3 separate regions of the Mus musculus genome follow, and regions 2 and 3 are each linked to region 1. The links are chromatin contacts, called in public Hi-C and HiChIP or PLAC-seq maps. All regions are on one chromosome and are shown on one strand. Each heading gives the region's core, a stretch centred on a gene start, on an enhancer-like site or on the middle of the called end of the contact. The rest is flanking DNA. Distances are from core to core; before and after follow the strand shown.

Region 1 (4,663 bases), core at 1,467-3,966:
AGGGACTAGAGTTGCAGGAACCAAGGGAAATGTCTTCAGATTAGATCAGCAAAGGCCTCTCCAGTTCCACACAAAGTGCTGCAGGGATGATGTGCTGGCCAACACACAAGATTTACACAATGCATTCCCTGAAAGCCACACGTGTCAGGTCAGAAACACTGCAGCCCTGCCACAAATGATCCCCAGAGGGGCCCTTGCCAGCATCCTACTTCTTCTGCTGTCAGGATAGACACTCAAGCAGGCCTAGTGTGTCTACTTTACTCAGCAGCTCCCATTACCTAAGAATTAGCAAATGCTTGCTTACTGTCCCACTTCATTTACCCTTCTCTTCCTAGCATAAAAACCATGCTTTCCAGAATAACACAGATTTTACATCACAGCCATGCAGAGGAACAGGACTGGGCAACAACAACACAAGGAAAAGGAGCGCTGGTCGACCCTCCCCCTGCATGGAAGGATATGTGAATCTGCAATGCAAGGAAACCAGACTCAAAGGGCCACATACTATCAACACGCAAAGGAAAACTTGTTGGGAAAAGTAGACCTAGTGGCTGAGCACAACTTGAGGCATGGGTGGAATACAGGAATTAGGAAGGGATGACTAAGCAGCTTCAGATGAAGTGATGAGATTGTTCTAAATTAAATCTGATGCTGGGATGGCTGAGCAACTCTATGAATGTAAACAAAGTCAGTAGACTTCTATATGCTAGATGATTCAGCTGTATAGCATACAAGTTCTATCTCAGAGCTGGTGTTTTTAATGTGCTAAGAAATTACATCTTTCTTCAGGAAGGTAAGTTGAGGAGACATGAATTTTTCAGCCAGCCGTCCAGTTTCCAGTGCCTGCCAGCTCCTGTCTATCGCTTCTCTAGCCCCAGCCTCTGTTCCTCGCAGGATCGGGGTCAGAATTCCACCTCCGACTCCTACAACGGTGGGACTCACATCAACTTGATTTGGTCTCACAGTCAGTCAGCCCATGCTCTGTCATCACTTTAGTGTCCTGCCCCACACATCTAATTGTTCCTTTGTGCAGCAGGGAGTGAAGTCACACAGAGACAGACACTGCCTTGAGAGAGGGCAAGATATGCACTGTCCCGCCACCTAAGAGCAAATGAATATATGGGTGCTTCAACTCTTGAGGGCCAAGAGCCAAGATTGAGTCTTTTTAACACTCCCTTTCAGCTCCCACTTCTGTAAATTGGAAACGCCACCTAACACAGTTAATATATGTAGCTATAACAAAAGTTAAACAAACAACAAAGTCTATGTGAATAATTACTATGGTGTCTATCACCCGAAAGTACTCGATAATAAAATCAATTATAGAAACTGTGCACCCAGTTTTTATGTCACCTAACCAGCAGGTTGGCCTCCGTGTCGAAAAGCCGGTGATAAAAGCAATTTACTGGACCAAGCTGCTCATAACCACATCCTAGATGACCCAACCCAGTTTGCTCAGGTCCAGGGGGATACTGGGTACTACTGGTATGCTCTTCAATTTATTTTCCTATTTTCCAAGTCACTTTTGACCTCAAACATGCTAAAAGAACTGCCTCTCCAACTTTCCATTCCCTCCTCTACCACCATCTGTATTTATCATCTTAATTATGACACTTCTAAGTCACCCTGAATTACTATTGCCCAGTGAAGCACTAATAATCTTCCTAAGTGTATCATGAAAACTTAAGATTGACATAGAATTACAGGGGAACTTGATACTCTCACAGAATACTAGGAAGCTATTAAATAAAATCTGTAGTTAATAACATGAAAAGAAATTTCCGGTAGAGTAGACTTGAGCTGGAAGTCTATTTCAATACAACTGACATTCAGGGAAAATTTTTTTTAAATGTGCATATACACAGAGCAGCTGCATACAAACAAGACCAGAACAATGAATAGAAACATTGAACATGCTAGGGGAAGTTTTATTTTATCTTTTGATCTATTATGTACTATATATTTTCTTTGATGGATGTGTACTGCTTTTAAAGACTTTAAACTATTAATTCAATGACTCAGCAACTAGCACATGGCTGTGAATCACAAGGACAGGGCTCAGAGTTCTCCCACCACCTACCATACACAACTGACAAATGAGTACATGTTTCTAGGCTTGGAATCTGTGACTGGAAAGTGAAGGGGAAACTCCTGGCTGAGTACTTGGCAGTGCCCTCCAATAAAGATCAGCCTGTGTTCTGCTATCCCTTCTCCAACAATGGCTGTCCCTCGGTGAGTGTGAACCAGAATGCCCTGGAGAGCATGCTGGAATGGGTTGCTGGACCACATCCTCTTAATTTCTGGTTCAGTAAGCCTGGGAGGCAGGAAGACCATAAGCTCCCAGGTGGTGCTGAAACTGCTGGCCCAAAAGCCACCCACCAAAGACCATTTGACACACAGACTATAAGGGCCTTTTTAGATCACTGTTATTTCAGGGCTACTTCCTTACTGGATATGAAATAATGTCTATAACAGATCTAAATAACAGATCTACAGTGTAGGATAAAACACCTCAGGACACTCTAAGAACTGGGTTTCTACTAAAGTGGGCAAGAAACAAAGCCAAATTCTAATGTGGGTAAAAAACATCTGAGAATGTTAAGGCAGATCAAAGAAAATGCAACTTGTCCAGGGCAAGCAGCTCTGTGCCCCAGTAATAAGTTCACTACAGGCCACTGGCTACATGCTTTGCTCTGGGTGCCCTCTGCTGACAGAACTCACAGAGCCATCTCACCTTTGCTCCTCCCTTTCCTCCTCCTACCCAGGAGATTTAAGAGTCCACAGTAGATGACTCAGATTGCAAAAGGGTTTCCAGTTAAGAAATTTTCTTCAGCCCACAGTGAGCAGCAGAGTTCTCCTGGCAGCTTTCTTAGGCCCTTTCCATATGTATGGCCCAGCCTTATCTTGTCTCCACATACATTAACTGACCAGCATGTGGTGGGATGGCTTTGTGAGTGCTAAGGCAAACTTCAAACGTGACACAGGAGAAAAACTGTTCTCCTAAAGGGCCCAGTATAATGTGAAATGTTGCTAGTTATCTTGAGCACCTCTATTGGAGAGAACTGTACCAGCACTATTCTAGCTAAAAGCAAGAGCTACAAATTGTCTTCATGTCTACCTTCTCCAGTTCTTCATTTGAGAAAACTAATGGGCCCCAATGTCAAATGACAAATATGAGCCATGAGAATCAGCAACAAACCCAAGATTCAAGGTCTTTTTGTTATTTAGAACATCCCCCTTTTGTTAGAGAGGGTCTCACTATATGGCTCTGTCTGGCTAGAACTCGGAGAACTCACACACACACACACACACACACACACACACACCTGCCTCTGCTTTCCCGAGTGCTGGAATTCAAGACCTAAGCAGAACACTTCTTTCATGCAGCCTGATGTCTTTGATAAGACAACCACATCTTAACCGCCTCTATAAATGGGGATAAGAAGAACTAGCAAACGTGTAGCTATCTCACAGTGGTGGGGCTGACTTTTTCTAACATCATGACTAAGCTTTTCTTAACAATGATCTTTCACTGATAGCAATCTGTTTAATTATTTCTCACAGGCCCAAAAGCTAAGCTGCATGGGTTTTTAAAAAGAAATATCTAAATTAGGGGTCAGTTAGCTATGGTCTATGGGCCATATCAGCTTGTCATCGCTCTGTCTTTGTCTCTCTCTCCTTCCTCTTCCCTCCCTTCCCCTTTCCCAGGTGTTCTTGTGTACATATGAATATCTATATGTATAGAGACCCAAGGGCTACCTTGCTTTTTAAGACAGTGTCTCACTGGGACCTAGGGTTTGCCAATTAAGTTAGGCGGGCTGTCCAGCAAAGCCCAGAGATCTCCCTGTCTCTGCTCCCTGGCGGTGAGACCGAAGAAAGTCTACCCTGTCCAGCTTTTCCATGTCTGTGGGAGATCAAACTAGGGTCCCTGGGCTTGTGCACCAAGTATTTTGTCAGCTGAGCCAGCTCCCCTACCCCAGTCTTGTATTCTTTTTAAGATATGAAAACAAAAATCAAAAGCTGTGAAATGGGGCTGAGGAGATGGCTCAGTGGTTAAGAGCACTGACTGCTCTTCTAGAGGTCCTGAGATAATTCCCATCACCCACATGGTGGCTCACAACCATCTGTAATGGGACCCAATGCTCTTTTCTAGTGTGTCTGAAGACAGTGATAGCATACTCACATACATACATACATACATACATACATACATACATACATACATACATACATGTGTGTGTGTATAAAGCAGGTGAAACTTTTATTAAAAATTTTAATTTCTCGGCCCACCAATGAAATGTTATCAGAGCTGAATTTTCTGTTTCTGTCTCCTTCCCTCAGAATTAACAGAGTGGATGGCCCACAGAGCCCACTTACCTAGCCTAATACTTGACATAAACAGCCACTGAGATGTTGTTTTGGGGGCCTTCATTTTCATAGGAAGTTCACTATCCATGTGAGGCCTCTACCTCTGCAGTCGCTTGCCCAGCACCTCAGCATACTGAGCATGCCTGACCCGTCCTGTCTCCAGAGGCACTGTGGAAGTTCCTAGTGCGCTTGCAGTTAATATTTTTCAGCATTCCTTTGTACAATAAGGAACAAAACCTCAGAGAGGTAAAATACCAGGCCCAAACTGGAATTTCGATCTGACACCACGCCCTAC
Region 2 (4,125 bases), core at 790-3,289, 180 kb before region 1:
GTCAAGTTGACAAGGGGTCAATTGTACTGGCTAGTTTTGTGTCAACTTGACACAGCTGGAGTTATCACAGAGAAAGGAGCTTCATTTGAAGAAATGCCTCCATGAGATCCAGCTGTGGGGCATTTTCTCAATTAGTGATCAAGAGAGAAAGGCCCCTTGTGGGTGGGACCATCTCTGGGCTGGTTCTATAAGATAGCAGGCTGAGCAAGCCAGGGAAGCAAGCCAGTAAGGAACATGGCTTCTGCATCAGCTCCTGCTTCCTGACCTGCTTGAGTTCCAGTCCTGACTTCCTTGGTGATGAACAGCAATGTGGAAGTGTAAGCTGAATAAACCCTTTCCTTCCCAACTTGCTTCTTGGTCATGATGTTTGTGCAGGAATAGAAACCCTGACTAAGACACAGGGGATGGTGGGTAACCCAGAACTCACAACTAGCCAAGGTACCAGTGGCTGAGTATAGAGTGTTCAATCACAAATAAGACATCTATGGCATGCCTCCTCTTTGGGCTTCAGGTCAAGTTTTTCCACCAAGTGCATGGGCCAATCGTGTTTAAGTATTCATGTATGTGTGTATGCCTTGGTGCACAGCTGTGTGTGTGCGAGTGTGGAGGCTAGAGTTTGACATGAATAACCCCTTCAGTCACCTTCACTTTAGGTTTGAGACAGTGTCTCCTACAGAGCCTGACTGGTTGGCAAGTCTCAGGATCCCCCTGGCCCCACCTCCCCAGCTTGGATGATATAGGCACAGTGGTTTTTTACTGTGGCTGCTGAGAATCAAACTCACACCTGCACAGCAAACATGTCACCAACCTGAGCCTTCTACCAAGTGTTGGTCTTTAAAACAGTTTGCATTGAAGGATTTCAGGGGCCAGTTATTAATTCTGGTGCTGCTTTCTTCGTGGGGTTGTGACCCAGGTCACACATCTGTATCTGATCCAGTGGTATAGAAGGCATGAGGCCCTTTGTGCTCACAGAGAAGAACAGAGAAGTTTCTCCTAGATAAACCAGGAATCTCATACATGCAGGCTTTTCACAGCAGGAAGAGTTACACCCATCTCTGTTTTGGATTGGAAGTATTTAATAGCTTGATACAGACCTTTGCTGTCTGCAGAGCCGAATCCCCAGCCTCTTCCCAGACCCCTGAGCATCCTATCTCAGTCAGTTAGAACCCATTCTTGTGGAAGAGGTCACAGGTACTTTGCCAAAGACATGTTTGTTGTCATGGAGTTTTGATGTGGTCATGTCTTAAGGTTTATTGTGGTAATTGTCACTCGGAAACTTTTTTCCAAGGTTGTACTATGTTTAGTGATGTCGAAAATAAACTGCTCAGGTCAGATTTCAGAAGTTTGAAGCAGCACAGGCTAACAAGTTGTGTTGAACCGGATTTCTTTCTTGCCTCGTGTGAATCATTACTCTGCAGGCTGGTAGTGGGTTTGCAGACAACCCCTCACCCCCAACACACACATACACACACACACACACACACACACAAAGACAGCCTGGGACAGGAGGGAACCTAGTGGGTACAGCCACTGTGAGTTTATGGCATTTGGGATGTCTGCTGGGTAACATAGCACATACTCTGAGGCATCTCACAATGGCTTAAAGATATCAACACTAGAACGGTGTGCACCTTACATATGGAGAATCAGGCCAAGGGCAGGTTATTCTGATCCACAGTCATGCAAGCATAGATGTCTGTGGCCTTCCAGGTCCTAGCTCAGCAGCAACCGCTTAGTGTGGAGTCTGACTCACAGCTGGGAAGGAGCAATGAAGGGTTCTTTAGCAGGGCTGGGGATGGAATTCAGGGTCTGGCACACGCAAGCGCTCTTACCCTGAGCCACGCCAATGGCCAGTCCTCTGTCCGTACACCTCACAGTGTGTGTAAAGGAAGAGAGGAAAGTGAAACATTCGAACAGTATACTTCCCAGCAAGGTCCCTATTCTGGGAAATGGTTTTTAGAAGCCAGGCTGCAGCTTTATGGAATGATTCGAGGTTAAGATAAACCAGTTTCATAATTCCGTTCCCGCCTCCAAGAGCCACCACATTCCAGCCATTGGCCCAGTTGGTGAATGTTCCCATTCTGCCCTGATACTGGTCACAGTGCCTGCTGGACTGATTGGAGGACTCTTGGAGAGGTGAGGTTTGAGCCTGGAGTCATCCTATCTCTGAGAGACAGCGGGGAGGGGAGGAGAGGGCTGCTTCTGGGACCCTAATCGACCAGGAGAACAAGAAGCCAGTCACTGCTGGAGGAAAAAGAGCTGACAGGGGCTAACAAGGCTGTAAGCTCAGGCAGCTAGGAACTAGGTAGTTGGGCAGGGTCTCGGGTTCAGCTCCTAACATATGACAGCTCACTGGGAACCTCACTGGCTCAGATGTGCCAATGAGAGAGAGGCACTACCTTCTTATCTACCCAAGTTCTCTCTTTGAAAAGACTTTGGTTTGTTTTGTAGCCTGGGTGTAATTATGAAAAGTCCAGAGATGATGGGTCCTTAGCAAGGAATTCCCTAGCTGGCTGTTCCCCAGACAGAGACGCTTCCAATGGCCAGCTAGATTCTGTGGAATTAAAAGGCTCCTGGGTCTGCCTCTCTGGACTGTGTCTGCAGTACTGAGGTTGTCTCTCTTCTGCAGGGAGGACAGACAGGGCTTCTTCCCTGCCAACCACCCTAGCCGCTTGGACCTTGGAAGAGAGCACGGTAATCCTTCCAGACATCGCCGCAGCAAGGTACGTCCTGGTCTGCCAGCGGCGGCGGCTCTTGGCAGGGGAAGGCCATTATGGGTCAAAGGTGAAGTAATCAGGGCTGGACACTGAAAAACACCCAGATGGCTGGGGTGGGGTGGCCTCTGTGTCAGAGGGCTTGCTAGAATGTGAGTAGCCTGGGTCACTCCCAACAAAGTGTGCGCAGTGGGGGTGGGGTGGTAGTGGTGGTTGGTGTGTGCAGTGGGGGGCACAAAGGCCTGTCGAGCATTCTTGAGTATTCTCCTCAGGCAAACTTGTCACCTCTGCTTTCTTCTCCTGAGCCGTGACTCTGGGTGGCTCAGTTGCTGCATGTCCTCTGTCTTTCTCACCTGGTTTGCAGCTTTAGTTGCCCCCTCGGGTCTCCGGCTGGACACTCACTCGTCCCTTGCATACATCCCATCCGCAGGATGGATAATGGCGCCTTGAGACCAACCAGCAGCCAGCCTCCATCATGCCCCACAACATATGAGCACTCTGCAGCCTTTGGAACGGTGCAGGGGTGGTCAACAGAACAGTTGTTCACCCCCCAGGCTTAACATTGCCCTTAGCTCATGTATTCCCCATGTGCACTGGGAGAGTCTAAGGGTTCTAAGAACCTGGTCCAAGCTGTCACCCATTCACTCCAAGGATAGCAATGCTATTCTTCCTGAAAGTCCTTCTGCTTCCTCTTCACGACCTGAAAACCATCATCCTCACCATGGCCTGCACACAAGGCCATCATGTCCCTAATATCCTTGCAAACAAGGGCTCTGGGGACCTTGGATCTGATATCTGGTCTCTGACAGTGGAAAAGGTGGCTGGCACAGAGTTCTTGTGCTCTTGGGATTTTCTGGGCTCTCCTGAGCATCCCTTTGGGTTTTGCATGTGAGCTACAAAGCCATTGGCTGAGCTGTTCCCCAACCTCCTTCCCTCAGCTGGTAAGACAGCTCAGCAGGTGAACGTGTCTGCCACCAAGCTTGAGTGCCACCAAGCTTGGTGATCTGGCTTTGTTCTCCAGGACTCACACGGTCGGGGGGGGGGGGGGGGGGGGGGAGGGGAGAGCCATTTCCAAAACTGTGCTGAGTGCTTCCTGGGGGGGGGGGGGTGCTTGCTGCAGATGGGCTATACCTTAACTAAAAAGCTGTAGTTTGCAGATATCATGGTTAGTATAAGCCATGGCGTGGTATGATTTCAATTCTGCACAGTCTAAAATCCTTCCTTACTTGAATTTTACAATGTTGCATGCTATTGGCAGCAAATTTGCTTTCTATATTCCAGTTAGAAGACAAGCTGCCTCATAAGGACATGGCTTTGGTGCAAACTCCAACCCCGAGCCATCAGACAGAGGAGGACTATGAGGCTGATGCTGAGTTGCTAAGGTAACCCAGGGGGTGGACTTCTTGGGAAG
Region 3 (4,757 bases), core at 90-2,589, 220 kb before region 1:
GTTCCCAGGGAGGTCTTGGGAACTTAAACTTTACGTGACCGTGACTCAAAATGGACGCCTTATTCCACATAGTCTCTTATATCGGTGCAGGTGTCTCTCTTATGTTAAGGTCTACCCCAGGGGCAGCTTCTACCGTAAAAACGTATACACAAGTGCAGGAATTGCTGCTGGGTGGTTGACTGGGGTCAAGCCTATTGTGGGTACAAGCAGTTCCACTGACTTCCATCCTGATTGGTTTTCAAGGACACAGAACATAACAGAACATGTAATCAACTTGGCATTAGAAACTTCCCTAGTAACAGCAGAAAAATATGAGAACATTTCCTTATAATGGTAGGCTAGCCATGTAACAGTTACCTGGGCCTTAACATTTTACCTAGGCCTTAACATTCTATCTAGGGCCTTAATAATTTACCTAGGCCTTAATAGTTGTCTGCTCACACTGGAAGCAAGGGCAAGATAACTTTGGCAGCTGGAATCTTTCCCAGCCCCAATTAACCTTGTATAATGTTTGAATAAAATAACCGGAGTGAGCTACTTGGGTGTCAGTCTTTCCCAAGAAGGCTGAACTCCTCTGCTCCTTTGGAAACGAAGTCTTAGCATTTTGGTGAGCTTCTCTCTCTACTGCAGCACCTATGACCAACATCAATCAATATGCTCACTATTGCAATATCAGCACTGGATCTGAACCAGTAGGCTCAGCAGGTATGTGTTGGAATTGGGATGGAATGAATCCAAATGCATGGTATGGAAAAGATCCTGGCCTCTGCCTCTCAAGCCCCAAGAGACCCTTCCATATAGTTAGTTCCTCATGTTGTGCCGACCCTCAGCCATAAAATTATTTCATTGTTACTTCATAACTAAATCTGTTACTGTTATGAATCATCATGTGAAGACCTGATATGCAGAATATCAGATATGCTTACCCCACCCCACCCCAAAGGGGTCGTGACCCACAGGTTGAGAGCCAGTGCCCTGGAGTCTCCTAATGGATGCTGCCGGCCGGCCGGCTTAGGGATTCCCGCAGGCTCTTTTCCATTGTAGGGGGAAAGGAGCTGAAAGTCTTCAGAGTCAGTGGCACTGGGGACTTTACATACATACTCCTGTCACCTTCACGGTCCCAGGAGGTCAGAACAATTGTCCCCTTTGAGAGTGGAAAAGCAGTTTGTGACCGGGGGACATGAGGTGCCTCTGTTTTCCCAGTGTGCTCAAAGCCACTGTAAGCTGGGGCTGCAGCCGCCGGGAGCTGGCTGCCAGGAGGGAGGGTTGCCAGACAGCCAAGAGTAGCTCCTGCCCTCCCCGACTCCCCGCCCATGCCACCCTCGGGCATCCCTTGTGCCCTAAGGGAGCAGAGACTGTGGGGGCGCTGTGCAGGGAAGCTTGGTTGCTTCTCCCCGTGGCGGGCTGGGATGAGGAATCGGGATCGTGCGGTGATGCACAACTATCCCTGAAGATCTCTGGAGGCTCAGGAGCCCTCAGACTGGGAGTGCCACACAGAAGCCCCTGGGGTTTGAAATATCAAGGGAGCTCAGTGACCAGATAGGACAGGAATAAAATCTAGACCACTGTGTGCCAGAGCGGGGCATGGGAACAAGTAAGGTCCGGGCCCCTGTGAGAACCAATCGCTGCTGCCCGCCTCAGGACACTTGGATACAGTCCAGTCTCTCCTGGCCGATTGGCCGCAGGCCAGTTCTTTACCTCTCTGAGCCTTACTTATTCCCCCCTCCCCTTGATGTGACTGGCTGTCCTTTGATCTGAGAGACGGCCATCTTGGGCCGTTCAGCTGTGTCTCCTTGCCTGAGATTATTCCGGGCAGGCTTGCTGATAGTTTAGACCCTCGACCCCCACCTTCGGACTCACAGCTTCCAACTGCTCCTCCCTACTGACGGACAACTCTATGTGGGGCCTTGGGGAAGGGTTAGAGTATGTAAAAAGAAATAGAGTATGATCCCTGGGGTTACATGCGTGTGGGGGAAGACTCGAGTGGAGCCACGTGGGAAAACCTCATCCCTGCTAGGTAACGCTTTTCAGGTGCAGTGCTTGTGGGAGGAGTATTATATACAGGTAAGGAATTCCCTTACCTAGGCTCAGGAAAGATGCCCAATTAAGTCTTCGGTTCCTTGGAATGAACTTGGTGGAATTGTGCCTTGGTTTGTCGTTGGGACCTTAGGAGAAAGGGTAGATGTTGCTTAAGTCTTCCCAGGGGAAGGAATTTTAGCAACACCTATTTTAACAGATTGTTTTGGTTGAGGATGAGTAGAAAGAGTGTTCCAGCACTAGCATCATGTCTGTATTTGGCCCTCCACGCAACCCTGTGTCCGGCTGAGAAACTGTGGCTATGAGAGCTTAGGTCTCCTGAGCAAGGTCATACGGCTTTCAAAGTCATAGAACCAGGATTTAACCCAGACAGTAGAGCTCCCAAATCCCTGAGCCCAATTGTGCTGAGTACATTCATGTGCTACTTAGTTTGTAATGCATGGCCCATTAAATAGATGGGAAAACTGAGGGACATACCAGAGCACATAGCAGGCAGGTAATAGACACAGCTCTTGCTCTGCAGGGCTACACCTCTTTGCTGGATGTCTTATGTCCTTGCATCCAAAGCAAGAAGTGGGGTGACCACCCATGACCTACAATTCCTAGTCAGTAGATCTGCTGAGCAACTGCAAGCCTGGGAAGGGTAGAAGGGTGAAGGGTGGATGGGTTTGTAGATGGGTTAACCAATGGTTAGATGGATGGGTGGGAAGGCAGACAGATGGATGAATAGGTGGGTGGTTGTGAGTAGACTGGCAACAGACAGATGTAGATGGATGAAAGAGAGAGCAGATAGGAATAATGGCGGAGGATTAGATTAGTGTGTAGCTGGGTGGACATGGGTGGAGGGTCTATGGGGGAGAAGGATGTATGGATCAAAAGGCAGATAGAGGGATGGACAGATAGAAGGCTAGGTGGTGCTGGGTGGGGATGCAACTGAAGTTGCAAGTTGACAATGACAATGTGATGGTTTGAATAGGAATGGCCCCTATAGACTCATGCGTTTGAATGCTTAGTTCACAGGGAGTGTTACTATTTGGAGGTGTAGCCTTGTTGGAAGAAGTGTCACTGTGGGGATAGACTTTGAGGTCTCATTTGCTCAAGCTATTCCCAGTATGGCACACAGTCCCTTCTGCTGCCTGCAGATCAAGATGTAGAGCTCGCATCTCCTTCTCTAATACCATGACTATCTGTCTGCACACTGCCATGATGATAATGGACTAAGCTGCTTAAACTGTAAGCCAGCCCCAATTAAATGTTTTTTCTTTATAAGAATTGCCACAGTCATGGTGTCTCTTCAAAGCAATAGAAACCCTAAGACAGACAGCCACAGGACTTCCAGGAACATTCACGAAGTATGAAAGAGAGATGCCATGTGCTCTGGTACGTCCCTAGCCCTTAGGGCTACGATGGAACATGGTAATGCATAGTCATAGCCCTTCAGCCCTGTATCCCAGCATCCAAACTCTGTAAAAAGCTTCATGGGGCAGATCCAAGCCTAAGAACCGTCATCACAACCTTCCCTCCTACACCTAGACTGTAGACATGTCCCCCCTACACCTAGACTGTAGACATGTCCCACTACACCTAGACTGTAGACATGTCCCACTACACCTAGACTGTAGACATGTCCCACTACACCTAGACTGTAGCCATGTCCCACTACACCTAGACTGTAGCCATGTCCCCCTACACCTAGACTGTAGACATGTCCCCCTACACCTAGACTGTAGCCATGTCCCCCTACACCTAGACTGTAGCCATGTCCCCCTACACCTAGACTGTAGCCATGTCCCCCTACACCTAGACTGTAGCCATGTCCCCCTATACCTAGACTGTAGCCATGTCCCCCTACACCTAGACTGTAGCCATGTCCCCCTACACCTAGACTGTAGACATGTCCCCCTACACCTAGACTGTAGCCATGTCCCCCTACACCTAGACTGTAGCCATGTCCCCCTACACCTAGACTGTAGCCATGTCCCCCTACACCTAGACTGTAGCCATGTCCCCCTACACCTAGACTGTAGACATGTCCCCCTACACCTAGACTGTAGCCATGCCTCACTACACCTAGACTGTAGCCATGTCCCCCTACACCTAGACTGTAGCCATGTCCCACTACACCTAGACTGTAGCCATGTCCCCCTACACCTAGACTGTAGACATGTCCCCCTACACCTAGACTGTAGACATGTCCCACTACACCTAGACTGTAGACATGTCCCACTACACCTAGACTGTAGACATATCCCACTACACCTAGACTGTAGCCATGTCCCACTACACCTAGACTGTAGACATGTCCCCCTACACCTAGACTGTAGCCATGTCCCCCTACACCTAGACTGTAGCCATGTCCCCCTACACCTAGACTGTAGCCATGTCCCACTACAACTAGACTGTAGCCATGTCCCCCTACACCTAGACTGTAGCCATGTCCCCCTACACCTAGACTGTAGCCATGTCCCCCTACACCTAGACTGTAGACATGTCCCACTACACCTACACTGTAGACATGTCCCACTACACCTAGACTGTAGACATGTCCCCCTACACCTAGACTGTAGCCATGTCCCCCTACACCTAGACTGTAGCCATGTCCCACTACACCTAGACTGTAGACATGTCCCACTACACCTAGACTGTAGCCATGTCCCCCTACACCTAGACTGTAGACATGTCCCACTATACCTAGACTGTAGACATGTCCCACTACACCT

What was found. HiChIP or PLAC-seq counts read pairs in DNA pulled down with a chosen protein or histone mark. Hi-C and Micro-C count contacts between places; a contact is called where the count stands out from the background.
Region 2: a contact with region 1 is called in a CTCF HiChIP or PLAC-seq map of the NIH/3T3 cell line, with 9 read pairs. The contact joins the promoter of Apol6 here to the enhancer-like site in region 1. A contact is called at or near these places in 15 of 39 promoter capture datasets (the 3T3-L1 cell line, 3T3-L1-derived adipocytes, cranial neural crest and 8 more), 1 of 15 datasets of contacts at CTCF or cohesin (the NIH/3T3 cell line), 12 of 484 Hi-C or Micro-C datasets (the HL-1 cell line, the N1E-115 cell line, Sertoli cells and 7 more), 8 of 115 datasets of contacts at active chromatin or transcription factors (the NIH/3T3 cell line, embryonic stem cells, epiblast stem cells and 2 more) and 5 of 9 other capture datasets (adipose tissue, embryonic stem cells, embryonic tail and 2 more).
Region 3: a contact with region 1 is called in a Hi-C map of the N1E-115 cell line, with 5 times the contacts expected there. The contact joins two enhancer-like sites. A contact is called at or near these places in 1 of 15 datasets of contacts at CTCF or cohesin (the NIH/3T3 cell line), 17 of 484 Hi-C or Micro-C datasets (the AML12 cell line, the F1.1 cell line, the N1E-115 cell line and 14 more) and 5 of 115 datasets of contacts at active chromatin or transcription factors (T-cell acute lymphoblastic leukemia, cardiomyocytes, craniofacial prominence and 2 more).

The regions. Positions count from the first base shown.
Region 1 is chr15:77,217,580-77,222,242 of GRCm38.p6, forward strand. All of the region lies in intron 2 of Rbfox2 (RNA binding protein, fox-1 homolog (C. elegans) 2), which reads right to left. Among named protein-coding and RNA genes, the nearest start is that of Rbfox2, 87 kb to the right of the region's middle. Within about 2 kb of position 2,717, at least 81 of the 459 cell types and tissues checked have an H3K27ac peak or open chromatin away from gene starts, as enhancers often do. A contact at or near this core is called in the HL-1 cell line, the N1E-115 cell line, the NIH/3T3 cell line and 6 more, where this site is marked.
Region 2 is chr15:77,043,036-77,047,160 of GRCm38.p6, forward strand. It overlaps Apol6 (apolipoprotein L 6), which reads left to right and starts at 2,040. Exons shown (of 4, transcript NM_001163621.1): 1 at 2,040-2,136; 2 at 2,630-2,723; 3 at 3,996-4,096. The coding sequence starts at 4,023. It also overlaps a transcript of Mb not described here.
Region 3 is chr15:76,997,757-77,002,513 of GRCm38.p6, forward strand. No RefSeq gene overlaps it. Among named protein-coding and RNA genes, the nearest start is that of Gm35933, 13 kb to the left of the region's middle. Within about 2 kb of position 1,340, at least 32 of the 459 cell types and tissues checked have an H3K27ac peak or open chromatin away from gene starts, as enhancers often do. A contact at or near this core is called in the N1E-115 cell line, where this site is marked.